Linked DNA regions of Mus musculus: all the other regions are linked to region 1. Evidence: chromatin contacts called from public Hi-C, HiChIP or PLAC-seq and promoter capture Hi-C data. All regions are on one chromosome and are shown on one strand. The core of a region is the stretch at or near the end of the contact, and the rest is flanking DNA. Distances in the headings are between cores, read along the strand shown. Region 1 holds the start of Ephb1 (Eph receptor B1). Region 2 has its middle 14 kb from the start of Gm24638. Region 3 has its middle 53 kb from the start of Gm24638. Region 4 has its middle 80 kb from the start of Gm24638. Region 5 has its middle 110 kb from the start of Gm24638. Region 6 has its middle 150 kb from the start of Gm24638. Region 7 has its middle 180 kb from the start of Gm24638.

What was found. Promoter capture Hi-C pulls out the DNA fragments that hold promoters and counts their contacts. Hi-C and Micro-C count contacts between places; a contact is called where the count stands out from the background. HiChIP or PLAC-seq counts read pairs in DNA pulled down with a chosen protein or histone mark.
Region 2: an H3K4me3 HiChIP or PLAC-seq map of forebrain shows a contact between it and region 1, with 11 times the contacts expected there. The contact joins the enhancer-like site here to the promoter of Ephb1 in region 1. A contact is called at or near these places in 3 of 39 promoter capture datasets (embryonic stem cells, hippocampal neurons and liver), 4 of 484 Hi-C or Micro-C datasets (cerebellum, cerebral cortex, muscle stem cells and 1 more) and 7 of 115 datasets of contacts at active chromatin or transcription factors (craniofacial prominence, embryonic forebrain, embryonic hindbrain and 4 more).
Region 3: a contact with region 1 is called in a promoter capture Hi-C map of hippocampal neurons, with 12 times the contacts expected there. The contact joins the enhancer-like site here to the promoter of Ephb1 in region 1. A contact is called at or near these places in 9 of 39 promoter capture datasets (cranial neural crest, embryonic stem cells, frontonasal cranial neural crest and 5 more), 3 of 484 Hi-C or Micro-C datasets (cerebral cortex and cortical neurons) and 7 of 115 datasets of contacts at active chromatin or transcription factors (VIP interneurons, embryonic forebrain, embryonic hindbrain and 4 more).
Region 4: an H3K4me3 HiChIP or PLAC-seq map of stem cell-derived neural progenitor cells shows a contact between it and region 1, with 12 times the contacts expected there. The contact joins the enhancer-like site here to the promoter of Ephb1 in region 1. A contact is called at or near these places in 6 of 39 promoter capture datasets (cranial neural crest, embryonic stem cells, frontonasal cranial neural crest and 3 more), 8 of 115 datasets of contacts at active chromatin or transcription factors (embryonic basal ganglia, embryonic forebrain, embryonic hindbrain and 5 more) and 2 of 9 other capture datasets (adipose tissue and embryonic stem cells).
Region 5: a contact with region 1 is called in a Hi-C map of adipose-derived mesenchymal stem cells, with 4 times the contacts expected there. The contact joins the enhancer-like site here to the promoter of Ephb1 in region 1. A contact is called at or near these places in 3 of 39 promoter capture datasets (cranial neural crest, liver and second pharyngeal arch cranial neural crest), 2 of 484 Hi-C or Micro-C datasets (adipose-derived mesenchymal stem cells and nephron progenitors) and 8 of 115 datasets of contacts at active chromatin or transcription factors (embryonic basal ganglia, embryonic forebrain, embryonic hindbrain and 5 more).
Region 6: a contact with region 1 is called in an H3K4me3 HiChIP or PLAC-seq map of neural tube, with 6 times the contacts expected there. The contact joins the enhancer-like site here to the promoter of Ephb1 in region 1. A contact is called at or near these places in 4 of 39 promoter capture datasets (cranial neural crest, embryonic stem cells, hippocampal neurons and 1 more) and 6 of 115 datasets of contacts at active chromatin or transcription factors (embryonic forebrain, embryonic hindbrain, embryonic midbrain and 3 more).
Region 7: a contact with region 1 is called in an H3K4me3 HiChIP or PLAC-seq map of embryonic hindbrain, with 8 times the contacts expected there. The contact joins the enhancer-like site here to the promoter of Ephb1 in region 1. A contact is called at or near these places in 3 of 39 promoter capture datasets (cranial neural crest, hippocampal neurons and pre-B cells), 7 of 115 datasets of contacts at active chromatin or transcription factors (embryonic forebrain, embryonic hindbrain, embryonic midbrain and 4 more) and 1 of 9 other capture datasets (embryonic stem cells).

The regions. Positions count from the first base shown.
Region 1 is chr9:102,352,491-102,356,492 of GRCm38.p6, reverse strand. Ephb1 (Eph receptor B1) reads left to right here and starts at 1,800. Exons shown (of 16, transcript NM_173447.3): 1 at 1,800-2,211. The coding sequence starts at 2,154.
Region 2 is chr9:101,405,531-101,409,532 of GRCm38.p6, reverse strand. No RefSeq gene overlaps it. Among named protein-coding and RNA genes, the nearest start is that of Gm24638, 14 kb to the right of the region's middle. Within about 2 kb of position 2,197, at least 44 of the 459 cell types and tissues checked have an H3K27ac peak or open chromatin away from gene starts, as enhancers often do. A contact at or near this core is called in cerebral cortex, forebrain and muscle stem cells, where this site is marked.
Region 3 is chr9:101,444,154-101,448,155 of GRCm38.p6, reverse strand. No RefSeq gene overlaps it. Among named protein-coding and RNA genes, the nearest start is that of Gm24638, 53 kb to the right of the region's middle. Within about 2 kb of position 2,140, at least 66 of the 459 cell types and tissues checked have an H3K27ac peak or open chromatin away from gene starts, as enhancers often do. A contact at or near this core is called in cortical neurons, forebrain and hippocampal neurons, where this site is marked.
Region 4 is chr9:101,470,710-101,474,711 of GRCm38.p6, reverse strand. No RefSeq gene overlaps it. Among named protein-coding and RNA genes, the nearest start is that of Gm24638, 80 kb to the right of the region's middle. Within about 2 kb of position 1,946, at least 63 of the 459 cell types and tissues checked have an H3K27ac peak or open chromatin away from gene starts, as enhancers often do. A contact at or near this core is called in embryonic basal ganglia, embryonic forebrain, neural tube and 2 more, where this site is marked.
Region 5 is chr9:101,499,651-101,503,652 of GRCm38.p6, reverse strand. No RefSeq gene overlaps it. Among named protein-coding and RNA genes, the nearest start is that of Gm24638, 110 kb to the right of the region's middle. Within about 2 kb of position 1,807, at least 19 of the 459 cell types and tissues checked have an H3K27ac peak or open chromatin away from gene starts, as enhancers often do. A contact at or near this core is called in adipose-derived mesenchymal stem cells, where this site is marked.
Region 6 is chr9:101,544,652-101,548,653 of GRCm38.p6, reverse strand. No RefSeq gene overlaps it. Among named protein-coding and RNA genes, the nearest start is that of Gm24638, 150 kb to the right of the region's middle. Within about 2 kb of position 2,038, at least 13 of the 459 cell types and tissues checked have an H3K27ac peak or open chromatin away from gene starts, as enhancers often do. A contact at or near this core is called in neural tube, where this site is marked.
Region 7 is chr9:101,568,669-101,572,670 of GRCm38.p6, reverse strand. No RefSeq gene overlaps it. Among named protein-coding and RNA genes, the nearest start is that of Gm24638, 180 kb to the right of the region's middle. Within about 2 kb of position 1,765, at least 5 of the 459 cell types and tissues checked have an H3K27ac peak or open chromatin away from gene starts, as enhancers often do.

The DNA.
Region 1 (4,002 bases), core at 551-3,050:
GGGTTTTGCTGGGTGTGCTTGGTGGGGTGGAGGGAAGGAAAGAGCCCACAAACCACTCATGCATGCACCCAACATCCATCTGAGATCATCTACCCACCCCACCCATCCATTCATCTGCTTGTCATCATTCATCCATCCATCCATCCATCCATCCATCCATCCATCCATCCACCCATTTATCCATCCATTCATCTGTCCATTCACCTATCTGTCTGTCCATCCACCCATCCATTTGTCTGTCCATCCATCCATCCATCCATCCATCCATCCATCAGTCTGTTTTCCATCCATCATCTATCTATAATCCATCCACAGGGATGGATGCAGTTGGTCACCAGTGCAGGGAGGGGGAGGGGTTTCAAGGTAAGAGCTTTGGGGATTCCTCTCTTAGAGGCTGGAGGGATGAAGGAGGAAGGGCAAGAAGTAGTAAGACAGGTAGGCAGTGAAATTGGACTGTGGAGAGTGTTGCCAAAGCTGCAAAAGACCCAGTACTCACCCATGTCAGAGAGGGGCATCCCTCACTTAAGGGACTTCAAGACACAGTGCTGTGGAGGGACAAAGAGCAGCTGAGGTAGTATTAGGGAAGATTAAGCAGCGGTCACTGACGTCATCCTTTCAGGTTCTGAGGCCGGATGGGTGGATGGTAGGGGAAGACACAAACAGCCTGTGTCAAAGTCTGGGAAACAAAGACCTGTCAGAATCAGGGGTCTGAGTGTGGCTGGGGTGGTGAAGAGGGAGGCAGTGTCTGTGAAAGACAGAGTAAGTACCCAGGGTGGGGAATCAATGTAACTAAATTCCCAAAGGAGAGTTGCCAGATGTTAATGTCTTTAAAAGGTTTGGGGAGGGGGCTGAAGCCCCTCCCACATGAGTCTTCCAGGAGCATCCCTAACCTTGCGGGAGGAGGTGAGGACCTTCTGCCACACAGCTTCTGACAAGCATCAAGGCCAGGGCCGGATCTGAAACAGCCTGACCTGATCAACAGACAGCAAAATGGGGCATTATCATCAGAGCTGATGGTGGGAAACCACTTCTATTCTGGAGCCTGGTTTTCCTGTGGTTGCAGAACTCAGTCCTTCCCACCTACCTCCAGGCCTGGTTCAAAGCAATGTCTCCCTTCCCCATACCCCAACAAGTTGTCAGACTTTCGGCTGTTTCTTCATGTCTTCCCATTATGACTGTCTTCTGACAGCAGGCCCTACAGTGGATGCTCAGAGATCCACCTGGGAAGAGACTTTTGGAGATATACAGCTGAGGATATGATAGGAAGCCCACAGGGTGTTCTAACTACCCCCGAGCAGCCGGCCATAAAGTCTTGAAACCATATTCACTCACTCCACAGATGCATGCCAAGAATAAGACACTGTTAAGGTTCCAGGAATTCTGAGTGAACGAGATCAGACAAGACTCAAAAATAAACAAAATTGATTAGTAAAATGATATAGGGTGGCGGCATTCTGCATAGGAATAGTCAGGAGTAGCTGTGGGGTGTCTGTAAGCATAAGGGACCTCAGTTGACTTCTTGGCTGAGCCCCTCCTTTTCAGCTTGGGGAAAGCGAGCGTGCGAGGCTGCAGTTCTCCTAAATCACCACAAGAGGGAGCGCGATCACCTCCTAGCGCCTTCCTAACCCTCCCACACAGCCTTGCAAGCAAAAGTTTTTCTTAAACTAACAATGCCAGTGTAAGGAGGTGCTCGCGCCTGATTGGATGAGGGAATTTTGCAGGTTTGATTCCTTGATTGGACAGGAGGTGTTAGGGGTGGAGAGAGAGCTGATGGTGGGGGATCCCGCTCCCTCCCCCGTCAGTCTGGCCCGCTCTGTCCTCCCGTAGGCTCCGCTGTAGCTCGCAATGTGACACCAGGACGCACACGCTCTCGCGCGCTCTCCCAGGCTCGCTCTCCCTCACCCTCTCTCACACACGCACGCACACACCCACCTCTCCCATAAACACACACACACACATGCACACCCACATCCACGCGCGCCCGCACCGCCCCACGCGCGCACACTCCCGCCCACGCCCACGCCGCGCTCCGGGGAGTCCGGTCCCGGCCAGAGCGCGAAAGGACACGGAGAAGCCACCCGCCGGGAGCGCAGCGGCGCCCTGGGACGCGGCGCGTCTCCGCTGGGGCTCGGCCTGGGGGCCGCTGGCCGGCGATGGCCCTGGATTGCTTGCTGCTCTTCCTCCTGGCATCTGCAGTGGCCGCGATGGAAGGTAACGTACCCTTCGCGGAGCAACTTGGTGGCTGCCGGCTGCCAGTTCATGGGTGCCGCGCGCTTTGCAGGGCTCCTTTGGCTGCTCGGCCGGGCATCCTGGTGCTGGAGAGAGAGAATGTCACCGATCCTGGGTAGAGATGGGGCACCGGGATGGGGCGGTACCCACAGGCATGCCCTGCGCCGACCCTGGGCGCCCACAGCAGGTTCGTTCGCACGCAGAGTCTTTCGGCTCCTGCGCTCTGGTGCTCCCAGACAGCACGATCACCGGACATCTCCGGCTTAGAGAGCCTGGATCCCGCTGCATTGCGGTGCAAGCTCCTTAGCTCTGGGCGAAGCTGGTCTGGGAAGCGATACCTCGGGCCACTGGGCTCCTAGAGTCGGCACCTTCGGCTCTTTCTATCCCGGGCCTGGATGCGCTGGCTGGCGAGCGGTAGCTTGCTGTCTCCCTTTCGCAGTCTGAGGTTTCCGGACTCTGGGCTCCGCAGGCAGGCTGCTTGGGGGATCACAGAAGGTCCTACTAGTACCCCAGCAAGTGACTGCCAAACGAGAGGGGCCAAATCCATTGACCGCACCCTGGGGGGGAAATCAGCCCTAGAAGCTGCCGGGTTGCAATCTTCCAGGGACAGCAAGTGCGAGGCGGACGCCTTTCTCGCCTTCTGAGCTTTGGAGCAGGGGTGGGCTTGGGTGAGTGCTGGCGGTGCTTAAACTCATCCGGCAGTTAGAAGAGACTGCGTGGCTGCGAGCCCACGAGCCAAGACACCATCCCTGCTGGCTCAGCGTGGTTGTGCCTCCCGCTGGTGGCCAGCCAAACCCGCTCAGCGGACCCCTTACCCGGCGCACCCAGGAGCCCCGGCGCTCAGGGCTCCCGCGAATCCCGTGGGAAATCCCTGCTCGCCTCCCCGCCTCCCGCCCCCTTCCCCGCCCCCAACCTTCCCTGCGGAGCCGCGGCGGCCGCCACCTCCAGGGACGCATCTCAGTAGAGAAGGAGCAGTTAGAGTTATCTCGAACAGAGCAACTCTGGGGTGAGGCGCCGCCGCCACGCCACCCCTGCTGGAAGCCCCACATCCCGATGGATGTCTCTGGCCAGGTGGACTCCACCCGTAGGGACATTCCTCGTGGAAGGTTCGCAGCTCTCTGTTTCCCCTGTTGTGTTCCCATTTGAGAGCTGGCTCCACTGGATTGCAGGTTCCAGGTGAAACGGACTCGTTCAGTGGAAACTCCAGACCAACATTGGTCCAGCGTCTCTAACCCTTCCAGTAAGCACTGGCATACACCCGTGCCCCTCTTGGTCATAGCAGGGAAGATGTCTTAGCCATGGCAAAGACTACCGCTGCTCAGTCTCCGTGGAGATGGGTAAGCGAGGAAGCAGCAATTACTGCACAGAAAGCTCTCGCTTGTTTCCTGAAGGTGGCTTTTTGTTTGCGCTTGACCTCCTGCTGCCCTGCGAGGCTGCTGGTCTTCGTGTGTGTGTGTGTGTGTGTGTGTGTGTGTGTGTGTGTGTGTGTGTGTGTGACTTTTGGAATGTGCAGGGTTTCGACTGGTATGGAGTGTGGCTAGCACCCCAGCGTAGGCTTGAGGTTGATTCATCCGGAGACACGTGCAGAAGCAGTCGAAATAGAAAAGGAGAGAAATCACCCCGCAACAAAGCCGGTTGAGAACTGTCGCAAGGTGGAGTGGCCTACAGGACTGTGAGCTGGGGTGGCTTCAAGTCTTCAGTTTGGGGCTGCGCTGGTCCGGTTTACCTCTCTTTGCACCTCCGAAGGGTCAGGGATTCGGTCTCAGATGTACA
Region 2 (4,002 bases), core at 948-3,447, 950 kb after region 1:
CCTGCCTAGCTATTTAATGGGCCTGCTAACCGATGAAAAGGGACATTAGTACCCACATCACAAGAAGCAAGTGTCCCTGTGTGGATGTCAGTTAGACACCAGCTGTATAACTCTGCTCAGATCCAAGTGTCATTGGATCTGAACCAGCCACAATGTATTCAAAGCCAATGACGGGCTTAGTTGAAAGGGCTCAAATCACACCATTAACCACAACAGATATCAAAGCTACCTCTGAGTGGAAGCCTAACTGCAGTGAAGAGTACTTCAGGCACAGAGTCTCATGGAACACACAGTCCTTCAGAGGACCTACATCTCCATCATTACAGATGAGTTTGATTTACACACCAGTAGAAAGGCAGCATAACTAAGGGCTCTCACAGACTAGTGAATCGGGTTTGATGAGCCCTCATTTACAAATGGTAGGAAAATCTCTGGCCTCCCTCTTTTAATGGTTTTCTTCTCTGAAAGATTGGTCTTATCGCCTTGAGTACTTGGATATCCTCCTCGTTGGCATGGATGGATAGATAGATAGATAGATAGATAGATAGATAGATAGATAGATAGATATAGATTCATTCTGCTCATCATGGTAATTCTGACAATATTGTTCTGATGCTTGTCAATGGTACTCATACTACCTTCTCTGACTCTGTGGTCATCCTGGCCCCTCTCCTCCTCCTAGCCTCCTAGAGCTTAGTCCCCTCAACCTCCAAACTATATCATAGAGTTGCCTGTACCACACACACAAAAAAAAAGCCACCATCTATTATAAAGAGTCCAGGCAAAATAGCGCTGCTTGAGCCCACTTGCCAACATTGCCAAACCTCAGCCCTTCTGAGTGGGAACCACCGAGATCTCCTCATTGTTCTGGCTGAAGCCTAATGTGGAGAAACCCAGGCTTTGAGAATTGGAAGCCTGCCCTTAACATCAGAGACTAGAACAGATCAAATGATCTGAGACTGAATCAAGGGACTGGAAAGCTAAAACCTTAACCTCAATTTCAGGATCACTTGGCCTGTCTGTCTGTCGGTCAGTCTATCTGTCCATTTGAATAACCTTGACTTATTATCAAAGTCCCTGATTAAAAAAATAAATAAATAAAAAATAAAACAGGAAAACTGGAACTGCAAAGAAGTCTTTATCTATGATATATTCACTTGAACTTCCTGACTGCTGGCTATTCCAGGAAGGCTATAACTTAGCCCTACATAATACCTCAGGCCTGACAAGCTCTCAGTGGATATGGGAAGGGGAGGGGGAGAGAAAGGAAGGGAAGGGAGAGAGAATGAGAGGGGAGGGGAGGGAAGGAAAGAGAAAGGGAGAGAAGGAAAGGAGGGGGGCATGGCTCTTTCACAATGTATTCCAAGCTGTTCTGATTAAAAGAGAACCACTATCAGTGCCTCTTTGTCCCCAGCAGAATAAAATCAAGCCAAGAATCATGTAGAATTATCAGGCGATCTACACTGATGGCCTCCCCTAAGCCTTGGGTATGCTCAGGTCCTCTAACCAGCCCAAGTTTCCCAGTACCTGGCACCCACACCCACCCTCCCAAACCCTTCTCCTCCTCTCATTCCTGCCCACAGCCAGTGCTGTCAAAAGCATTTCCAGGGGGCTGCTGCCTGTACCCAGAAGTCTCAGCGCAAGCTCAGGTACCGAAACAGCTCATCTCAAGACCCCTTGGGTGTGTGAACACCTCCTCATTGACCTTAGCCACCAGTAACCTGTCAAATAGTTATTTAGCAAATATCTTCCAGGCCCCCCAAATTAGACAAAGAACCAGAAATTAGCCAACAGGCACAAACATCACACTTGTGGGCCCCAGCTTCATTACTTTAAAATAGCAACTCCAGGCAGAACAGTCTGTGAGGTACAGCAGGTTAGGAAAGCCAGAGGATCAGCACGTCCGTTCCAAGTGGGCTCATTGGGGTAACGGATCCAGAGACTAAAAACATTTCTCTATCCGTTTACTGTTCAGCTTGTATTTAAAGGGAAAGCCCCCACATGGAATAGAGAGTGCTTGGGTTGTTTTAAGGGAATCTTCCTTTCTGTGACACCACGAGCCTGCTCTCCATTTTTCCAAGCTCCAGAGAGAAACTCCGCTTGCCAACACTTGAGTGATTTCACCTCTAGCGTTGCCATGGTGATGCACATCCCTGCACAGACTGGAGAAAAGGTGCAGCTCCAAGTGACGATGAATATGAATGAAGCCCAGCATTCTCCCCAGGGTGAGGATGGGCTCTCCTAGAGGAGCTTGGTTGCACAGAGGCCTGGCTCCACACGGCCTCTGCCCTCAGATAACCTGAGGCAGATCTCCCCTACTTAGGACAGAAGCTTTAGCTGGCAGAAGTTCCAAGGACCCATGAGGGAAGGGACCAGCTGTCCAGGAAGAATTCACAGAGCATCTATAATAAGGCAAGCTGTAAACAGCATGCTGTCCTGGACTATAGAGGGTCACCATGGTACCCTGGGTTTAGGAGTCGTTGGTCTTTCTCCCACCTTGACCCATCTATAGTCTGCCATTACATTGCTGAAATACAGCTATAAATCAAGAGCCCAATGTGATCATTCCTCTAGAATCTAAGACTGAACCCTGCTCCCTGGTGAGTTCTCCAGCAGAAGGTAGGATCTACTGCATAGATCCTTCCTTTATTTGCTCTCGGATAAGAGTTGCCATAAAGTCTCTGAGTGGGCACCTGCTATGTGCCAGAGACAAGGTACATTGCATGTGCCCCCATAGTTAAGTGACTCCACACACCAGGAATCAGCATCTTCATTTCTGGAAAAAAAAAAAACCTGGGGGGGGGGGCTAGAAGAGGTTACCCAACTCAGCCAACTTACAGAGCAAGCTGGTGATAGAGACAAGATCTGAATGCCAACAGTCTCAGCCGGGAGGCTTACATCGGGCACACCACATTGTAACATCAATGGGTAGGGCAGATCTCAGGCCAGCTGAGGACAGTCACACGCCAACTTCTACAGCTGGATTCTGCTCGGCTTTCCATCCATACAGCTGCTACTAAAACTCTCGCTCCTCCCACAGATTCTATAGGCTGGTTTGGTTTTGTTTTTTCAGTCTTAACATAGTGAAGTATTCGTGACAAGTGTCAATCCCTCCATATTTCATTTGAGGAAATGGAGGCCCACGAGGTTTGCTCAAACTCCAGTGAGTGTCAGAGGCCAGTGTTGGACTCGGTGCTATCTCCAAAGCCAAGGCTTCTATATAGATACGCTATTGTTTTCACTTAAAAAAAATCTATACTTGCCAGGTTCTAGGTTAAGTGACCTTCTCTCCAACCTTAAGACAAGACAGAGTCTTGTAGGCTGGGGACACTGATGTTCCTCTCTTACTGCCACCTTCCTGGCCACGTTAACAGGCTTTCATAGGTTATAAATGTATCTCAACTGATCGTACCTCCCTTTCCACCGACGTTAATTGAATATCTCTTGCAGGAGATCCTGTAAGTAGGCATAAGGGACAGAGAATAAAGGGTTCAAGCCTGGTATTCCCACTAAGTCAGTCCTTGCAGATGGCTCCAACAGGCAGGACCCTACAGCATTCTCACAAGAGCCTCCTTGGAGTGCATGCTAGGGCAGGGCTCACTTCTTAGCATGGAAACTGATATTCAGCATGGTTGATCAATCATCTCTCAAGGTCATTTATGAGTGGGAAGCCAGGGGAGAAGCCAGGGCAGCCACCCACACCAACCTGATTCTGAGAACGCAACTGGACAGCCTATTGTACTTTGCTTTGCATCGAGGGCTATTCGCTTTGAGAACACTGAGAAGGGAGCACTTGTGCCTGGGGCTTCCAGAGGCTTCCAGGGACAGGAGACTTTGGTGCAGAAAAGATCTGGGTGACACACCAAGGGTTCCATATTAGCAGCCTTGTCTCCTGAAGTGAACACATGTGGAAACATCTTGTTTTTCAAGGGGTCCTTGTCTCTTTTCTTAGATTCTCTAGAGTCCCTCACACAGACACACACCTGCCAAAGAGAAAAAAGA
Region 3 (4,002 bases), core at 891-3,390, 910 kb after region 1:
TTAATATCTCCATTTTACAGATGATAATTTGAGGCAGGTGTTATGACTAAACTGTTTACAGTATATAGAAGGAACGCAGGTTCATCCTGCTCTCTCAAGTCAGAGTTCCTAACCATAGAAACCAGTATATGTTATAGCTTAGAAAGACCAAGTAAAATGAAATTCACCATTTTCTCTCCTACAGGCATGCTCAGGCTTGCCATTCATTCTCCCCGACCACCACCACTTCAGCTGAGATATACTGGACACACCAATAAGCAATCTAATACATTACCTCTCCCTCTATCACCTGCTTCAGGACAGGAGGCCTCATAGTGAACACCAGGAATCAGGGCAGAAGCAGAGAGATGAACGGAGGCATCAGAGTCATGGTGGCCTTCTCATCCAGAAGAAGAGGAAGGAGGCGGGGAGTAGCTGAGCTCAGGGAGTAGCTGAGCTTTCACTTACTTCTCCAGGCCATCAATCTTTGTCTGTCTTTGTGGCCAGGGCCAAGAATTCTTCCTATGATCCCAGACCAAAGGAGTCGTCCCAAAAAAATCCCAGACCAAAGGCCACGGAAAGGAACCAGACTGGCCATGGGCGGTTGGAGCAGGTGCTATTTGCTGTATACCGAGTAAAAGATGTCAGTATTTTAGTTACCAGTCCTAGAAATCATCACATTCTTGCTCTACTAAGCTTCTTGAACATCCCAAAGCCCATTTTTTCTGGATCTGTTTGGGTTGATAGGACCATTCTAGGATCTCAGCAGGACAGATCTCAGCATCTCCGTCTGGAATTCAAACAGTAAGTACAGGAGCTGCTTCTAGAAGATCTGATCCAGCACTCACAGGGTTACCACAAGAATGAGGTTCTTTCCAGAGCCAAGATTCGTCCCCACTGGTCTCACCGCCTTACAGGAAGCAGAGGTCATAAGGGGTCTTGCTGCCTTACAGGAAGCAAAGATCATAAGGGGTGTGAATTTCTACCCAGACTTGCCTCCTCATTTCTCAGTGGCACTCTCTCAGATAAGCGGTACCCACCTCACAAGCAGGATGTGAAGACCTAAGAGACAATTCCTCAGTGTCCTTCCTCCTCACACCCAACAGGAAGTGACCACTCACAGCTCTGACCCTTCTCTGAGCCAGCTCACCTTCACTGACCTCTCAGCTCCTTCACATCCCAAAGCATCAGTCTTAAACAACTTTCCCTCCTGAGAAGCATGGGGGAAAGAGAAGTAAGAAAGCCAGCCACAGACTGGGCTGAGATTGAAGGCCAGAAGCCTTATTCTGAGCAATAACTGAAAGCTAAGAAACAGGGATTGTGCCTGTCCTCTCAGCATCCACCCATCCCTTCAGTACCACCATCCCCAAGTGGGCCCCTATGTGTGGTGCTAAGCCTGGCTCCTCTGCTTAGAGATGAGCAGGTGGCCTGGGATGTCAATCAAACATTCTATCCTGTGGACCACAGTGATTAGTTCAGGGATGGACACATGACCTAAGCTTTTCAGTGGGATTCAATTTGGGTTTTTATGCAAATACAAGTAAAAAGTTTTCTTTTCAGTAGGCTTGAAGTTAGGAGTTTGTGAAGCTGAGGATTCAAGCTGGGGACCATCACATGGACAGAGTCTACACACGGTCCAACAGCAAGGATAATGGAGCTGAGATTAGAAATGGCAGCCTCCCAATAGCACTGCCTGAGTCCCTGAAGGCAGCCAAAGCAGACTATGAGTTACATGTGTGCTAAAGCAAACATATATACTTAACTAGTTAAGTGCATTACATAAACGCACATCTGAGTCACCACTGCACAATGTGTTGGGGAGGGGGGTAGGGACAAATGCTACTTATGCACAGGTGAGAAGAAAAATGTTAAAAACCTTTCATCAACAATTTTCTGATATAACAGAACTCCCCTTTGCAAATACACACACCATTGCAAACTGCCCTGACACATCCTACACACATACCCATGCCCCCTACACATATTATCCATGTCCCACATACACACATGTGCATACGTGTGCTACCTAACCATGTTGTACATCATCCATACCACACACATACACAGCTCCGGCTTTGGGTATCTCATTGCTTCCGTCCCAGTGCCAGGGCCCCACCCACAGTTCTCTTCCCAGCATCCCCCCCCCCGACTTGCTGCCTGCCATGCCTTCCTCTCCCTCAGCCATACAGAACAAAGCTGCTCTCTCAGAAAGCTGTCTGTGACTCATCCCATCCCATCCCTGCCAAGTTTCCATCACCAGTTGGCTATTTTATGCTTCCAGAAGGAATAATTTGCATTTGCACCCTGCATGGGTTTGTACATGTTTGAACATTTTTTAAGAGGCAGCATATTGAGGAGGGTGAGGAAGTTGGGCTGCGTTCAAATCCAGCTGCACCTTAATCTACTGTGAGAATCCTTATGATCCGTGGATTCCTTATCTGTGGGCCAGGGGATCTTACCACAAGCCTCCTTCCTTCCCTGGGAGCTCACAGAGAATGGAGGGATGGCTCCTTCAGTTGTGAAGATCAGAAGGACCTGCCAGTATATTATAATATTCTCAGACTTCTACCCCAGCCCTCTTGCCCAACCCACTGTCTAGGCCATTTCTTCTGTTTGTTGTACTGTTGGCTGTCCAGTAGTAACTGACTCAGACCCTACCCTCTGTGAGTTGAGAGCCTTGGGAGTTACCAACTCCCAGCCACCAGCAGTGTCAGAAGGCTGAATTTCAATCTTACATCTGTTTAGGTGGGTCCCTTGCAGTATGACACACTCAAGGAAGCCGGAAAGAGAAACTTTCAATGTTGGCCTTTAACAGACCTCACCCTTGGCTTTCCATGGAGGAGTTAGGAACTGCTAATCTAGACAGAGAAATATGCCAAATGATTTTTGCCTAAAGTGAGGTAATCACAGTGCTAACTGGACATATAAAGACATCAACAATCCATCACAAGGATTATGGGAGGGACCAGATCAACTGGTGTTCCCCAAGAAGACTGCAACAATGAGACAAGGTTTCTTTGTCTTCCATGCTAGAGAAGGGGCAGGCCAGATACAAAAAGTACGCAGCTGATAGACACTACGGGCTGAAATATGTCCAGTTAGCACTGTGATTACCTCGCCCTGCCCACTTCTCTGCTCAGAGGAGGTCACACAGAGAAAGGGAAGCAACTGAGCCCATCTGTGTAAAGAAATGTGACATTATGTCATATATAAGAACTGGGAGGGGGTTACTATCACAGTAGGTTTGGGTAAGAAAAGCAATGCTTGAACTGAGCCAGAAGTTGGAGGTTGGTGACCATGGATGGAACAGAAAGAAATATAAAATTAAAAGATGGCCTGTCTGTGGTAATTTGAATGAGAACAGCCCCACAGACCCCTAGGGACTGGCACTGTAAGGAGGTGTGGCCTTGTTGGAGTAGGTGTAGTGTTGTTGGAGGAAGTGTGTCACTGGGCTTTGAGGTCAGGCCTAGTGTCACTCTCTCTTCCTACTGCCTGCTGATCCAGATGTAGAACTCTGAGCCTCTTCTCCAGCACCATGTCTGCCTGCCTGCTGCCATGCTTCCTGCCATGCTGATAATGAACTGAACCTCTGAATTGCAAGTGAGCACCATTTAACTGCTTTCCTTTATAAGAGCTGCTGTGGTCCTGGAGTCTCTTCACAGCAATAGAAGCCCTAACTAAGACACTGTCTATACTGAAATTCATCTAATCTGCCAGGTAGAAATTAAGAGATGAGGAAAAGGGAAAGGACGTCAAACGCAATACAGGAGCAAAATTAAGTGAAGATTGGCAAGTAGATCATGATGACCAGAGCAGAGTCCAGTAAAGAGAAGGAGCAGAGGGTCCTGGCCCCTGGATGCTCCACTGAGAGGAACACACTTCATCCTGCAAGCAATGGCAGGAGCCCCTAAAAAAGGCCCCTGATGTGATCATGGGCAGATTCTTCCAATGGAAGAATCTGAGAAATAAAACAGCTAGGACTTCACAGAAGAAAGCATCCGAAAGGAGACAAGGAGCTGGCGG
Region 4 (4,002 bases), core at 697-3,196, 880 kb after region 1:
AATCTCTACAAATACTATGTGACAATAGGCAAACTCTTTTGCTACTAATGCTCCCCCGAGCTTTTGTTTATGCAGCTGGATCTGGCAATGTGATTCCTGCCAGCATTTTGTCAGTCTGCTCACTCCCAGCCCAGACTCACCAATTAGAAAGGTGGTAATGATGAGAAGTTTAGGAGAAGCCAAGGACTTATCCACCTTCCGTTGTCCAAGGGGACATGGGAGTTTGCTCCTTAGCAGCATGGCAAAATTTGACATCTGCCTCTCCTACTCACCTGTGGATACATTTCCTGATTCTCAGTTGGAAAAGAAAAAGAGCAGGCCCTTCTAATGTTGTGTTTTAGTCAATATTGTGTCAGTGTGAGAAGTCATCTGACACAAGTAACTTAAGGGAGGAAAGATTAACTTTGGCTCACAGCTCCAGGGATCTGGCTACAGTCAGCTGACACCACTACTCTTTAGAATTATACTAAAGACATTGCATATATCAAGCCTTCAACATAAGAGCCTTGTGGGAGGATACTTCATTTCCAGACCACAAGATGTATGTGTATATATAGAGAGAGGGGAAAAGCACAGTAGGGGGATGTTGTTCTGTTTGTTGTTCATCTCGTGACAACCAGGAGACAAAGAGGAAGATGTACCAGGAAAATGGATACCCCTATGGATCTTCCTGATCCCACCTTCTAGTTTCCACAATCTCCCAATAACACTATCAAACTGTGTACCCACAAATTAATTAATTGAATGGTTAGACTAAGCCCTCATGGTCTCATGGTCCAATCACTCCCCCCCATGCCCTGCCTCCAAACATCACACTGGGGGACCAGGCCTTCAACATAGGAACCTTGGAGGATACTTCATTTCCATGTCACAATATACAGGGGGAAAAAATGTGCTAAGGTTTTTTTTTTAACCCTTTTTATAACAATTTTTAAAGGAACATGCTGTTTCTTCTGGTGACTTGGTTAAGGTTCCTATATAGCAAAGACGTTTAATGAAGCCAAACTCCATTTTTCTTTAGGGATGCATCCAAACCATAATATTGACAGGTGAGTTGGGGGTACTACTGTTTGTGGGCCACTCACCACTGCCTCACTCAAGAGGAACATCAAGCCTTAACTGGCCAGGGGACTAGTGCATTATTTTGTAGAGTAGTAATGTTTTCTAGAAGGCTCGGAGAACACAGTGGCACAGTGGATACATGAACTGGGAAGGGATGTTCAATATCATTGAGAAAGATCTACCCAGGGATTAGATTTCTAAGCTTAAATTGTTAAAAAGATGCCTTTTAATCAACATAAGGTCAAGTCTCCTATCAGGATCAGACTCTCCACTTGCTCAGAACAACACTGACCCCGTCTCTTAAGACAAAGCCATTTGTATGGGCAGCACAGACTTAAGCTCTCATCAAACACAGTATTTATTCGAAGTATTATTAAGATCTCCACATGGTGAGGGCCTCTTATCTGCCTCTGCCCCCCACTTCACACTCCCCAAAACTATCCCGTGACCAAATTGTTCCTCCTCTGCCCTTCAACTGCCTCTCCTTTCTGCACTCCTTTAATTGCGCTTGTTTTTGAAGTCTGCAGAATTTATTATTCAGAAAACAACCTTCTCTGCAATATCAACCTTAATTAACTGTTCTCTTTCTATTGCCTCCCACCCTCCACTTCATGCATTTGAATTAAGGCACTCCAGAGCCCCTGGCCAGCACCCCTCCCCCATCACAGACCCATCAGAGTCTACCAGCCAACCATGACCAGATAAGGGAAAATGGAATTTCTTATCTCTGCCTGCCAATGTGAAAGGGTCAAGGTTACCAAGGAGAGACTTTCCAAAAGGAAAGAGAGGAAGAAAGAAGCCAAGCCTCCTGGTATCCATGGCAACGGGAGGTTGAATCATGGCACAGGCATCCCGAGAGCCTGGCCCGCTTAGCTCTGTTGACATCTTTCCACTTCATTAGCCTCTTTATCAAGTGACTCTGCATGGGAGTGAGTATATTTTGGTGTCAGAGTGCACTGTAGATGATTCAAAATCGGAGTGACCTTTTCCACCAATCCCAGTACCTCCTGTGACCACAGACACCTGCGCACCCCACCCCTCCTCTGGCTTCTTTAAGGGTTGCCAAGCTCTTCAGTCTTTCTAATCAAAGCTCTGTCACAGGGAAGCTGGGAGGTGCCCCTACCCAGGAGCCCAGGGAGCCAGGACCCCAGCTGTCAGCAACATATAGCACCCAAGCCAGGAGGAAGATTAATGGCTTTGCACATAGAAAATGGATAAAATGGGCTCCCAAAAGACAATAAACACGGGGTGGACTGCAAGAAGAGTCTGACAATAACAAATCCTGACTGACATCCCATTGTGCTTCCCTTCTAGATGACTCTGAGCTGCCAGCAGAAACACAGATGCATTTAATAAGTGCTTCAGAGAGACAAAGGGGCCTTTGGGGGCTAAGATTGATCTCCATTGCACGAGAGTGCACTCCAGTGTTTGTGAGTGTGAAAAGGAATGTCTGCATTCAATATCTCGGCCCTTGGAAATCCAAAGAGCATGCTGTAATTTCCCAATCTTGTCTCCATTCTTCAGCAAATATGTCAGGAGTAGGCTCTCTGAGCCATGAAAAGTCTCCTGCAACCAAGAGCTAGGGCTGAAAAGAAATCAACTAGGGGATATGGAACTTCCCTTCGGTTCTTTCAGGACTGTGTCAAGGGAAGGGACTTTCTGTAGTAGCCTTGACTCCAAAAGCACGTTGAACCAAGGGTAGGTCAGGTCAGTGAGACTTATGTCCTGGAGTTGCTAGGGGGAACCAGGGGCTTTGTTTTCTTTGTTTCCAAATTAACTTACAAAAGTCGGTATTGTGAAAGCCAGGAACTTGGGTCCTAGGGCACAATGCCAACCAACCATTTGCTTTCTCTTTAATCATATGTTGCCCCTTAGAAAGAACTAGACTAGGAAATGGCTGGTTTCTGCTCATTCTTTCAGGGCTTAGGACAAAAGAGTTTTCCCAACATCCCTTCTCTCTTTACCACACACCACACACACATACATACACACACATAAACACACACACATTACACATACACACACACATACACACACACACACATACACACAGAGCATTTCCTCCCATATCAAATCCCAGTTATTCCACACTGTTCCACCATGCTTGGCACCCTGACCCTGAACTAAGCAGAGCCTAGTATCTCCTGCCTGGTGAATGCAATGGCCTCCTCCTGAGACCTCAGACTTATTCCCTTCCTGCCTATTCTTGAGAGAAGTGATTTCATGTGTGGTCCCTGGCCAGCAGCACTGACCACTGTCCTTGGAAATGCAAATTCTTGAGCCCTACTCCCAATTCAGATGTGCTAACATCTGACTCTCCTGAGCCTTAGAATGGATTCTTTGAGATCTCCACACCCCTGTCTCATCATCCCACTCCTTGAAGAACATTTGCTCTCTAGTAAATCCCTCCCCCTCCCCCGTCTGTTACATCCAAGTACAGTGTGCTGTGTCACACTTCCAGCCTCTGAGAGATCATTCCTCCTAGCTGAAAAGGTCTTATAGCCAACTTCACTTATAAGGCTAAATTCATCTCAGTTGTCCTAATTAAAACCTTCCACACAGGGATGAAGAAATAGGTGGCTTGAGGGGCAGAAGCACAGACTGCTCTTGTAGAGAACCAGGTTCATATACCAGCACCCATATGAGGCAGCTCACATTGCCTGTAACCCCAACCCTTGGAGCTCTGATGCCCTTTCTCTGGCCTCTTCAGTTGCATATATATATATATATATATATATATATGACTTAAAATTTTAAAAAATTTGAATACCTACAAACACATCCCTTTCAAAAAGACATCATTGACTTCCCCCTTAAAACTCTGGGTAGCTTGTTTTTTGTTTGTTTTGTTTTGCTTTGCTTTGCTTTAAATTGGGATGGAGCAATGGCTCAGTAGTTAAGAGCACTTGCTGTTATCACAGAGGACCAGGGATCAGTTCC
Region 5 (4,002 bases), core at 558-3,057, 850 kb after region 1:
TGCCTGCCTATCACCCACCATGTGTCTTACACAGCTCCATACGCACCCAGGATTCCGGAAGAAGACGCCAGCCACATGGTTAAAGCATCTGGAGCCATGTTTGAGACGGTCAACCCAATTGTAGGATGCTAAAACGCTAATGGTTTATGGTAATGGAGCTAGCCAGGTCATCACCTCCAGTGTAGAGCTAGAGACTGAGAGGGAAGGAAGAGGTTAATATTGTTCTTAAGATCTCTCAGAAGCCTAGGATTTTAAGCTACTGCAGAAGTCTGAAGCAGAAGTCTCTTCGACAGCTGTCAGGGGCCTCTGCTACCTGTAAAGCACAGCATTTTAGCCCCACATCCTCAGCCTTATTTATTTGATTATTTTCTGGCTTTGTGTGTGCAGGTAAAACTCTTTCATACTCAAGGCACTTCACTGAGGCAGACACAGTCAGTGGTCTAGGTGAGAAGTCGAACTATGCTACACTTGGCACCTGACATTTTCTGCCATCCTTTCCTCTCCTTCGAAATTCTGGTCAGACCCCAGATTAGCACTTGCTGTGGAGTGAGTGTCAAGAACCTAGAACATCTTGTTGTCATGTGTACCAAGGCCCAGGGTCACACCCAGTATTCAGCCATCTCTCTCGCCCCAGATCCTACTGACAAAAGTGACAAGACATCCTTGGCTCCTTTGTCCTCATGGAAGCCTGGCTGGAATGAACAACACTCCTTATTCCTCTTCAATAGCTCTTTTCTAAGTTTTGTTAACGTCCAGATTATCCTTCACAACTTCTTTGAACACAGAGCCACCCCTCCCTCAAATACAGCTGACAACAAACTATTCTTGCAGTGTACACTCTAGTGAGAACTACTCTTCTGGTATTTCTAAATGAAAACATGTGGAAATTATTTTCTCTGTGATGCACAGAAAATAATATTAATGGCTATAATCACATCAGTGTTAATTAGATATCAAACAAAAACAGCCTTGTGGTTCTTTCAGTATTAGTTAAAATAGGGCTAAAACGGGTCATTAAAATTAATTTAAATGTAAATATTAGGTAATATTACTGATGCTACTTGGACGCAACAAAAAAAATCTCATTAAAAGGCAGGATTTTGCTAACTAAAACATGGGGAAAACTCTGTGGGTTACTCCATTTAGTTATCGTCACATCAAGCCTCAATTCTGTTGGAAAGAAAGGATGTATCCCTTATTAATTCACCTTGAGCAGGCCGAGCAGGGGAACTGTGGGGAAAGGAGCCTCCTGACACTGCTGAATGAGAGCCACAAACATGTGCCCACACCACGGAGATGTCAGGCTAGCCTTGTTTCAACAGCACCACGATTGGGAGTTCTGCCAAGAACGAAACAAACTATCCTGCAGCTGTTATCTCATTTGTATGAGTAATATGAAAAACGCTGCACAATTTAATATGCCATCTAATACTTTTATTCTTATCTCACTAGCAGGGCAGGTGGCGGCATACGTGTTTGAAAAGCCGGTACAGATTGGAAGAGGGGAGGGCCCCAAGAAACGATGCTAGCTGCTATTTGAGCCGAGTAAAATGAGATGAGCTCCGATATTATTTTATAAAAGCAATCTCACTTGTATCTTTGCCAGGGAGATCTTAATCACAGCCAGCAAGGAGACTGGATACCCTTTCCTGGTTATCTGGGTGCACAATGAGGCCATCGGCAGCACAGGGAACATGGTTATCTGTTATTTCACGTTGGGAGAAACCAGCAAGAACATTATCAGGGTGTTGGGAACCACACGTGTGCAGCATAGAGTGATAAAAAGAGGGAGGAGATGACTCATCACTAAGGATGTGGAGATAATGCCACTTGCAGGGGGAAGAGATGGATGGTGTTGTTGAAAATGGCTTCAGACTCTGGGAACCGACTGGAAGGCTCTATAGCAGCCCAACGGTTGGCTCAGGAGTAGAGAGAAATAAATAAGAGGATCTGGGAGCCTAGGAAGAGCCCGGCAGAGCAAATGATTGTCTCAACCCCTCTGACCTTAAGAGGAATGTGGTTAAATCAATCTTTCATGACTCTCTCCATCTGAAGATGAAGTACAGCAACCTTCAGATTACCAACAGACACAAATGATAGTTGTTATTTCCCCCGTTCTCAGTCTGTCTTATCGTCTATTTTATTTTCTTTCGTACAATCAAGATCTCACATAATCCTCTAACAAGCAAGACTCTTAAGACGTAAAACAAAAATGGAAGGCACAAATTCTTCAAGAGACTAGCAAAAGGCTAACTACCATCCCAGGGAACACTGACCCAAAAAGACCGCATCCATGACTCACAAGAAAATCACTGTCAGACTGAAGACCACAAACTCCACGGCAGCATTTCTGTAAGCCTCGAGTGCTGTTACTCAAGCTTTTGACTGTGGCTGGAAAATTTGCTTTGGTTTTCTTCAGTGAAGTCTGGAGTCAAAAATGAGATTGGTTTGGGATTGCTTAAGACAAAATCTTTTATACTGTAGTCCATACTGAGCTGGAAACCACAATGCAGTCCAAGGTGGAGTCAAACTCACCACAGTTCTTAGCTAGGGTTGCAGCTGTGAACACCACAGCTGGCTAAAGGGCCAATGAACACTCTTTCTTTTCTCTTTCCATTTCTTTTCTTTCTCCCTTCTCCTCAATACTCCCCCCCCCCCACACACACACACACTTTTTGTAACTTCTCTTATACTCCAATTAAATTATTGGTCATAAATATACTATCTATGACAATCCAACAAAGCATAAATGCATTAAATATTCAATCAATAGCTTCCTCCTGCTCTCTATCTCACCCCTGCTCTAATATAACCAATGTCAGTAGCCTGGGGTGTTTGTCTTCATTACTTCTTCTGAATATCAACAATATTCAATTCATTTCCTCTGTAATGTAGATGCTTTCAAGCCAGTAATATAAACCCAAGCCATTCTTTTTAAGTAGATTTATAATATCTTCCTATTCTCCACTATAAATGTAGTTACTCAGTCACCATGAAGTGATGGGCATGTGCAAGCCTAACTGGCCATCTGAGTGTTCCCACTCACTACTACAACTGCTACCTTGTGTTGTGTGCTTCATAGAGTTCAGCATCTTTATTACACTGATTATCAGGTTAAAGAATATGTGCATGTGTGCATGTGTGTGTGTGTGTGTCTATGTGTGTATGTATGTATGTATGTATGTATGTATGTATGTATGTATGTAAAATTTCTCCCCAATGTATAACTATTCACATTTTACAAACAGTAGACAAAGAAGCATCCACACACCCATATAAGCCTTGGAAATCTTTCTTGCTTTGTTTTGCCATTCCATTGATGGCATTGCATTTATTCAATTTGCATTTTTCTGATTCCAACAAGGCTATCCATCTTTTCAAATGTTTGCTTCTCATTTTTGCTTGCACAGGTGTGGCTTTTGTCTTTGTATTCTTTTTTAATGACTAAGAGCCCTTTTCTTTTTGCTCTTTACAAATATTGTGTGTGTGTGTGTGTGTGTGTGTGTGTGTGTGTGTGTGTGTGTGTGTGTGTGAGAGAGAGAGAGAGAGAGAGAGAGAGAGATGGGGTGGGCATGTATCCATGTGTGCATCTTTCAATATTTGACTTTTAACATTTTAACATACAACATTTAAAGTTTTTAAATAACTATTTCATTAAATATGTCAATGTTTTCCTCTTGAAGTTATAATGCTCTGTGGCTCGTTTTAGAAAGCCTTCCCCACCCCAAGGGTATATATCATATATATCATTCTAATACTGTATAAGTTTTCTTTCTTTGAGTCCTTGGGTCTTCCATGCAGCTCTGGGAGCCTCGAGTTCAAGATCAGCCTCCCAGATACTGGAGTTACAGACAGCACCACACACCCAGCCCTCTCACAGTCTCAATTTTACTTTACCAAACTCCACAAATTGGAAAAATTGATAGACCTCCCCAGGTCCTGCATCATAGTTGCTAATTATTATCACAAAAGTCATATCAGGAACAGCTAATTTTCATCATC
Region 6 (4,002 bases), core at 789-3,288, 810 kb after region 1:
AGGCGGATTTCTGAGTTCGAGGCCAGCCTGGTCTACCAAGTAAGTTTCAGGACAGCCAGGGCTATACAGAGAAATCCTGTCTCGAAAAAAACAAAAAACAAAAAACAACAAAAAAAATGGCCTTCCTATCAAAAACAATCTACAGAGTCAATGAGATCTTTATCAAACTCCCAATGAAATTCTTCACAGAAAATTTTTTTAAAAATCTTGAATTACATGTGGAAACACAAAAGACCCAGGAAAGCCAAAAGAATGTTAAATAACAAAGAACTGCTGTAGGTACCATCATTTCAGATTTCAAATTATACTACAGAGCTATAACAATCAAAACAGCATGGTACTGATGCTTAGTACACACAGTGATTACGGGGAATAGAATTGAGGACTGTATTAATTACTTTTCTATCACTGTGCTAGAACACCATCACCAAGGCAACTTACAGAAGAATAAATTTATTTTGGCTTAGTTCTTGTGGGAGAATGAAACTAGACTCCTCACCTGAACAAAATATAACTCCAAATGGATCAAGGACCTCAACGTGAGACCTGACCCCCCCGATTTTGACAGAGGAAAAGGCAAGGAATATGATTGAACTCCTTTGCACAGTTCAGGATGTTCCAAACAGAATTTCCATAGTACAGGTATTAAGACCAACACTAAAAAATGAAATGAAATGAAATAGGCCTCAGGAACCTAAAATGTTTCTGTATGGCAAAGAGCATTATCACTAGGGTAACGAGGTCACCCATGGGTTAGTGTCTAGAATATACAAAGAACTAAACAAGTAAACAAACATCCCAACTAAACAATGGGGCAAAGAACTACAGTGTTCTTAAAAGATAAAATACAAATGGCCAGGAAGCTACTGTTTTTAATGCTCAACATCTTTAGCCACCAAGGAACTATAAATTAAAAGTATGTTGGTGTTTCATGTTGTCCCAATCAGAATGGCTAAGATAAAAAAAATACATAATAACAAAATCTGGCATGGAATGCCAAAAGGTAGATATTTAGTCTCTGCTGGTGGAAGCACATACTGGACTTGATTCTGTCTACATTTGATTATCATTCCACCATGATAAAAAAAAAATACAATGTTTGCTCCAGCTCTTCCTTTCACGGCCATCTCCTGGAGACCTCCCATTCCCGTCTCTGATGCCCTTCACTCCTATACTCCCAGTACCAGCTCTCCACCAGTGTTCTACTTTGGTAACCCACCTTGTGGAAAAATCCTAACTTGGATGCCTTAGAGTTCACCATGCATACAGTTCACATTCAGCGAGATTGCCGAAATGATAATCAACTGTTCTAGTCTATCTGGGACTGGTAGGATTCCCGAACCATGAGATCTACAGAGCTAAAGTTTGGACAGTCCCTACCAATCAGGATGGGCAGCGAGTGGATGAGGTCAGCTAGTAAATGTAAGAAGAAGGAAACAAACCCAGGTCATACATCAAAACCTTTGCTCTTTCAAAACCTTGGATTACTAAGCACTGTATGCTATGTGTTCTCTGCACAGAACAGAAGCCTGTCAAAATTATCATCCAGTGCAACCCATTTTCCTCAGAAGAATATATGAGCAGTAAGCCTATTGCACAAGCTTCTGAGAATTAATTGATAAAGTTAATATATCACCTAAGTATAGCCATATGTCCTGGTATGCCTGGGACACTCCCAATTTACACCTGTTCTCTAGACATATACTAACAACACTCACTTTTCTTCTCAAAGTGTCCTAGATAGAATAATAAATTATATAGTCGCCATCACCACCATATTCCAGAGCCAGCTGATTAGGCTCTTGATTAATAGGGTCTTTCCCCCAGAACTTTAACTAAAACCCAGCACGACTTCCCCTGCCATTGACAGAGCAGGCTTGCGTGCCAAACCAGTCACCCACAAAAGCCTCATCTCTCCAGCCCAGCTTTCAGCCAATGGGAGCTCACACAGCCAATAGAGCAGCCCTGCCCTGGCTTCTAAGCAGAAACCAGCCTGAGGACTCAGTCCTCACAACACTTCAAAGACGCCATCCCGGCATTAATTGGCACTCTGCAAAGATTTATGCACCATCCGTCATTATCTCCCGCTGAGAAACAAGACAGATATAGGGCATTCGGCAGGTCCTTCAGAAAAAAGTGTCTTGACAGATCTTTGAACCTAAAATGTCTTAAGTAATTGGGACACCCACTCAGGGACATGCAAGATAAATGACCTGGTTTGTAGAGTACCCACGCCCTTGACTGCTGGCCCCTCCCCATTCTCTGTTTCTTCCCCTTCTCCCAACCCTCAGCCCCCAGTCTTCCCTAACAGCCTCCTCTGCATCTCCTGTTCATTAGTAGCTCTATAGGAAGACAAATTGAAGCAGGAAGAAGAAGGCCATATTAGTCACTGGCGGATGTTAGATGGGAGAAAAGGGGAAATGAATGGTTTGAGTCTGGCGGTGAATTGTATTTGTGAAGGTGTTGCCGGTTAGTGTTGTTTTCTAGTTAGCAAAAGTTGGATATTCGGTCACCTGAAGTAGTCAGCAGTCCATAGATGGTAGGTAGTATGGAGACCAATGTGCCTGTTGTAAACTGTAAGATGAAAGGAGTTCCTCTTGGCAGGCATGAAGGCTACTCGGTGTCAAGTGTCCAGTTCACTTAGTTTATCAAAGTGCTCAGAGGAAAGTAACAAATTTATCTATATTCCTTTCATTCTCTTCCCCTATCTCTTGTATACACACACACACACACACACACACACACACACACACACACACACACATGCCCATACACATAGACATAGACACACACATATACAGAGACAGACACATACTCATACACACACACAAACACAGAGACACACACACACATTCACACAGGTACACATGTACACACACAGAGAGAGACACACACATAGATACATATGCACACACACACAAACACAGACACACACATGCACACAGGTGCACATGAACACACATACAGATGCACACATAGATGCAAATGCACACACACATACACAGAGACACATATGCACATACACACAAGTTCACATGCATACACACAGATACACAGACACACACATAGATGCACATGTACACATACACAGATACACACATGCACACACACACACACACACACACACACACACACACACACACACACACTTCAGGCCTAGTAGCTGTGAGGTTCAGACAGTTTGACTGGGATGAGAAAAGGAATTTCCCATACTGTGTCCATTATATTTAGCATCTATTGACCATCAGCCCTTATGTACAGCATAAAAAGATGACAAGGACAGCATCTCCACCCTTTGGAAATTACTCCATCTAAGCTCATAAAGAAAGTGGTAAAGATAAGCAGAGAATGTCATTATGTATAGGGCCATCCTGAAGTAGAGGTGGTGAAACCTTCAAGACACACAAGTGTCCTTGTCAAGCCTGAAGACTTGTAAGAATAAGCCAGAAAGAAGACTGAAAATGGGGAGGAAGCCAAAGTCTTGAGCCCAGAATATTTAGAGAGGAAAATTCAAGGTTTTGTGTGTTTGAAAATCAACCTATCAGATGCCATTACTTTTAACTCAAAAGATAATGTTTTTAAAAAGAAAAACCCTTGGCTATTTTCCTGATTCTAAGAGCATCTTTTATACTGGCTGAGTTTGTTATAATTTGATCAATAAAGCCAGGGTCACAGGTCAATTATCACAAGGTTGGTAAATAAAATCAACTTTGCATAGCAATCATAAATTATAAGTTGAAAGAAATAAGTTCAGTGTTCTACAGTAAATGCACTAACATTCTCAGACACATGTAGATGTAAATGTACTTTCAAGGTCACCTGCTTTAAGTCAACAGACCTTGGAGTTATTAAAAAAAATCTTTTCATGTATGAAAGCAAGCCTTCACTTCTCTTGGTAAATAAACTTGTTTAGAAAGTCGATTTTTATGCTAAGAAACAGATTAGCTTAAAATTTTAGTAACTGATGTGTAAGTATTTATTGTTTTTTATCTTTCTAAATGA
Region 7 (4,002 bases), core at 516-3,015, 780 kb after region 1:
TTCTGGAAATAGCAATGTGTCTGTTTCTGACCTAGTTCACATATGACCCATGCTCGTGATCAGCTGTGAGGAGGAAGGTGTTTGTTTATCAAGATTCCATTTCTGTTTATGGATGATAACTGGGTCCCGTGACTATCTCTAAACCAATCACTGTGACACTGCATCTTCTAAAGATGACAGAGTGACAAACCAGTAAGAACGGAGGCATGCCAGGTGTCAGAACTGCTGTAAAGAAAAACACAACGGAGTTAGTGGAGTCTGAATTTTGCTCGGCATGATATTACTAGAATATAAAGATTGAAGGTGAGACTCGAATGCTATTGTAGACATCTGGGGAAGCATGTTCCAGACAGAGGAAGCAGCCAACACAAAGGCACTGAGGTAAAAGTTTTGTTTCTACACCTGCAGGCACAGGTGCACACAACCTCATCCGAGCTCTGGGAGGGTGGAGAAGGGGTTTGTTAGTGGGAGGGGGTGTAAGGCAGAGAAATCCTTGAGCCTTTGTTCAGATTGTCCTCTGAGAAGGGTAGCTGGGACTTCCATTGCCATCCTAGGGACGGATCCAACAAATGGCATAGGGTTTGGGCTAGTGTGCCTGCACAAGTTATCCAGGAACCTTTCACTAAGCTTGCTTTCCAGGGGACCTTGAATCAGCCGATACACCTCCTCCTTGCATAAGCAAGTTTGAGTACACTTGAATTCTGCCTTTCTTTGTCTCTGTTCATCCCAGCATCAGCATCTTTGACAATCACAGGCCACTTGTTATGTGAAACTCCCTCAAATTCAGATCAGTCTGAAGTTTCCACATCATTAAATCCAAGCTACATACTTTGGGCAGAAATATCACAGAAATGATGCTGTGTCCTGCTCTCTCTGTCGTGTCAGGAGGAACGTCGCATTAGTCACTTTTCTGCCTCTTTGGGTGAAAAGGGGGGACAGTTCATTATGATGGATAGGCATGGCAGCAGAAATAAGCAGCTGGCTGGCCACATCTCATCCTCACACAGATGACAGACAGAGACAGACAGAGACAGACAGAGACAGAGACAGAGACAAAGAAAGATAGAGATAGAGTGAGTGGATTCAGGCAGGAGAAACAAAACAAAACGAAATTCAAAGCCAGTGACTGTTCCATCCAGCTTGGCTTTGCATCCTTACAGTTCCATAACCCTGAAGTCACACTAACGATATGACTTAGACTGGAGCCACTTGCTGAGGAGGCTGGAGGCTCACCATAAAGATCTAGAGACTAGAGAGTTAGGACATTCAACCCCACTCCAGACTTCAGGGAAAAGAATTGCTTTGGGGGGTTAAGGTCTACAGAAATTGTTAGAGGAGAGTTAGAGAGCTTTGGGATTGGTGAATGAGTTCAAGTGCTGAGAAGTTAGCAAGCCCCGGTGCCACAGGACAGAACTCTTCTACTTGGGACTTCTCTGGGCTTCACTGTTCTTAACTCTTCATCTGGCTGCTCATCTCTAGCTGTGGGGTCTTCTTAATAAGATCATAGGAGTGAATGAGGGGCTTTTCTGAGTTTTAATAATGTGCCTACCAGAAAACTTAAAAATGCATGTATAGCTCAAACTGTACATCTGATGGACAGCACTGGTCCTGCATGCAGCCTGAACAGAAGAGTAGAACTGTGGCTGTAATGACTGAGAAGCCTGATTGAGCAAAATCAGAAGAGACAGCTCAGAGGTCTGTGACTGGCGGCAGCAAGCAGCTATTAGGGCTCCCAAACCTGGAAGGACAGAGGAGGGCGTGGTCACAGAAACACAATACCTCCTCTGGGTAGCCCTGTGAAAAGAGCTGCCTGACAGGAGCCTTAGCCTTTTGGAGAGGGACAAAGATGACTGAAGATCGCTAGGGAAGGAACTGAGGAAGTAAACAGCCTGGTTCCTCCCTCCTTCTGTCTTTGATCTCCAAAGGGAATGAACAAGATTGGAAAGGCGAGAAAGAAGATTTGAAGGAACAAAAGGAACGTACCCAGGACAGGGACTTAATGAATACTCAAAGAATAAAGAGCCTCCACATAGACTACACAAGCTCTTAAAGAAGAGAGCTGAGTACAGTAAGCTCTCAGCCTCCACCTCCCATTTCTGAGTCCCAGATTAATATCCACTGAGAAGCACAATCAATAGCATCTACGTTGCTTAGAATAGTTCTCAAAGCCAGGAACCACATAGGCATCCCCTTTATTCAAAAACAGTAATTTTGAAGTCTTAGGGTATTTCAATTCCGACAAGAAAAATATCAACTAATAATACTAATAGCTACAATAATTTTCTATTTATTGAGTGCTTACCATGTACTAAACACTGTGCAAAGTGCTCCGCATAAATTACAGCCCAGTGTGGCTCTGAGCCTTTTCTCGGTTTCATGGTTGAAAATACATATTATGCATCAAGATGTAGAGATGGAACTAATTTTGTCCCAATTTCCCGTGAGGTTTGCAGGGGAGAAAAATAAAGAACATCTAATGACAATTATCCTCACGTTGCCGTGATGGCACTTGGTGCTTCTGCGGGTCACACTAAGCTATTATTAAACTGTTCTCTTTGTGCTTTGGTTGAAAGGAGGATGGCTATCTGAGGCACAGCCTTGTCACCACATTGACAAGAGTAAAAGTCAAAGCTCCAGGCAATCGTCAAGCTGCGTCTTAACCACCATCCGTCCATGGGCCAAGTCCAAAGCCAACAGAGGCAAAACAACCAAAAATAAAAAGAATCAAACCACTCTGTCCGTCCTGAGAGCGCTCCAAGGAAAGCGGCAACCGTGGCCATTTCTCCCTTTGATCCAAGCTTCCTAGTTCAAATCAGGATGGAGGTGTACAAGGGAAGAGGTGCTTTAAACTTGATGTGAATCTGAAGTCGGGTGCCAGTGGCACTGGATAGGACATTTTCATTGTTGAAAGGAAACCTTCTCAATCCTGGAACTAACCAGAGGACATTTGTATGATCAGAGAGTGACCCTGAAGAAACTGGGAGATTTGATGCTGGGGAGATGGTGTGGGAAATGTATAAAGCACCCACCATGCAAACAGGAGGACCCAACACCCACATAAAAGCTGGGCATGCAGCAGGTAACCGTGGACCTGTCACCCAGCTATGAAGAAACTGAGTGGAGGTGAGTGGATCCCTGAAGCTATTGGCTGGCCAGTCGAGCAAATTTCCAGGTTTGGTGACAGATCTTGTCTCAATAATAATAATAATAATAATAATAATAATAATAATAATAAGTGTGGGAGCTGCAAGATTGTTCAGTGGGTAAAGGCACCTGTGCCAAGCCTGATGGCCTAAGTTCAATTCTCTGGCCTCATATGGCAGCTATAAGAAAACAAATGGTGCTTTGGCATATATTCCATGGTATGTGAATACCCACGTATATGTACATGCACACTAAATGCAAAGAAAATTTTAAAGAAGGTAAATAACTTTCAAGACATCCTATGTCAACCTCTGGCCTCTACATGCACATGCAGACATGAGCACCGTCATGTTCCTACGTGAACATATAATAACACATAGCACAGAGCACAGAGCACATAACATAAAATAGTCATGAATTCACCCAGACTTCCCTCTCAAGACCAGGAAAGAACAAATTTACATGTCATGTTAAGATGACTTATGGATGGATGTGTTAGTCTGCCTGCTGTTGGGACCAGCACTGAGACCAGATCATGCACATAGATTATTTGCAACCCACATGTGGGCCATTTTAATTTGACATTGTTCAGACAGCATCTAACATCTGTGTCTTTAAAATGTTTATTTAATCTAATATGTTATAAATTGAGCTTGAGGGGAAATATTTCTAAGAGCAGCAATTTAAAGATTGTCTGTATCCATCTTCAAAATATTTATCTGGAAGATGAAAGTCAGAATGTTTCCAACCATACCCAAAAGGAATCTGTTGTGTTGTAGTTAAGATTCACAGGAAGGAAATGAACATGTCTCTCATAATGAAACACAAAGGGAAAGACAATCACACACACACACACAG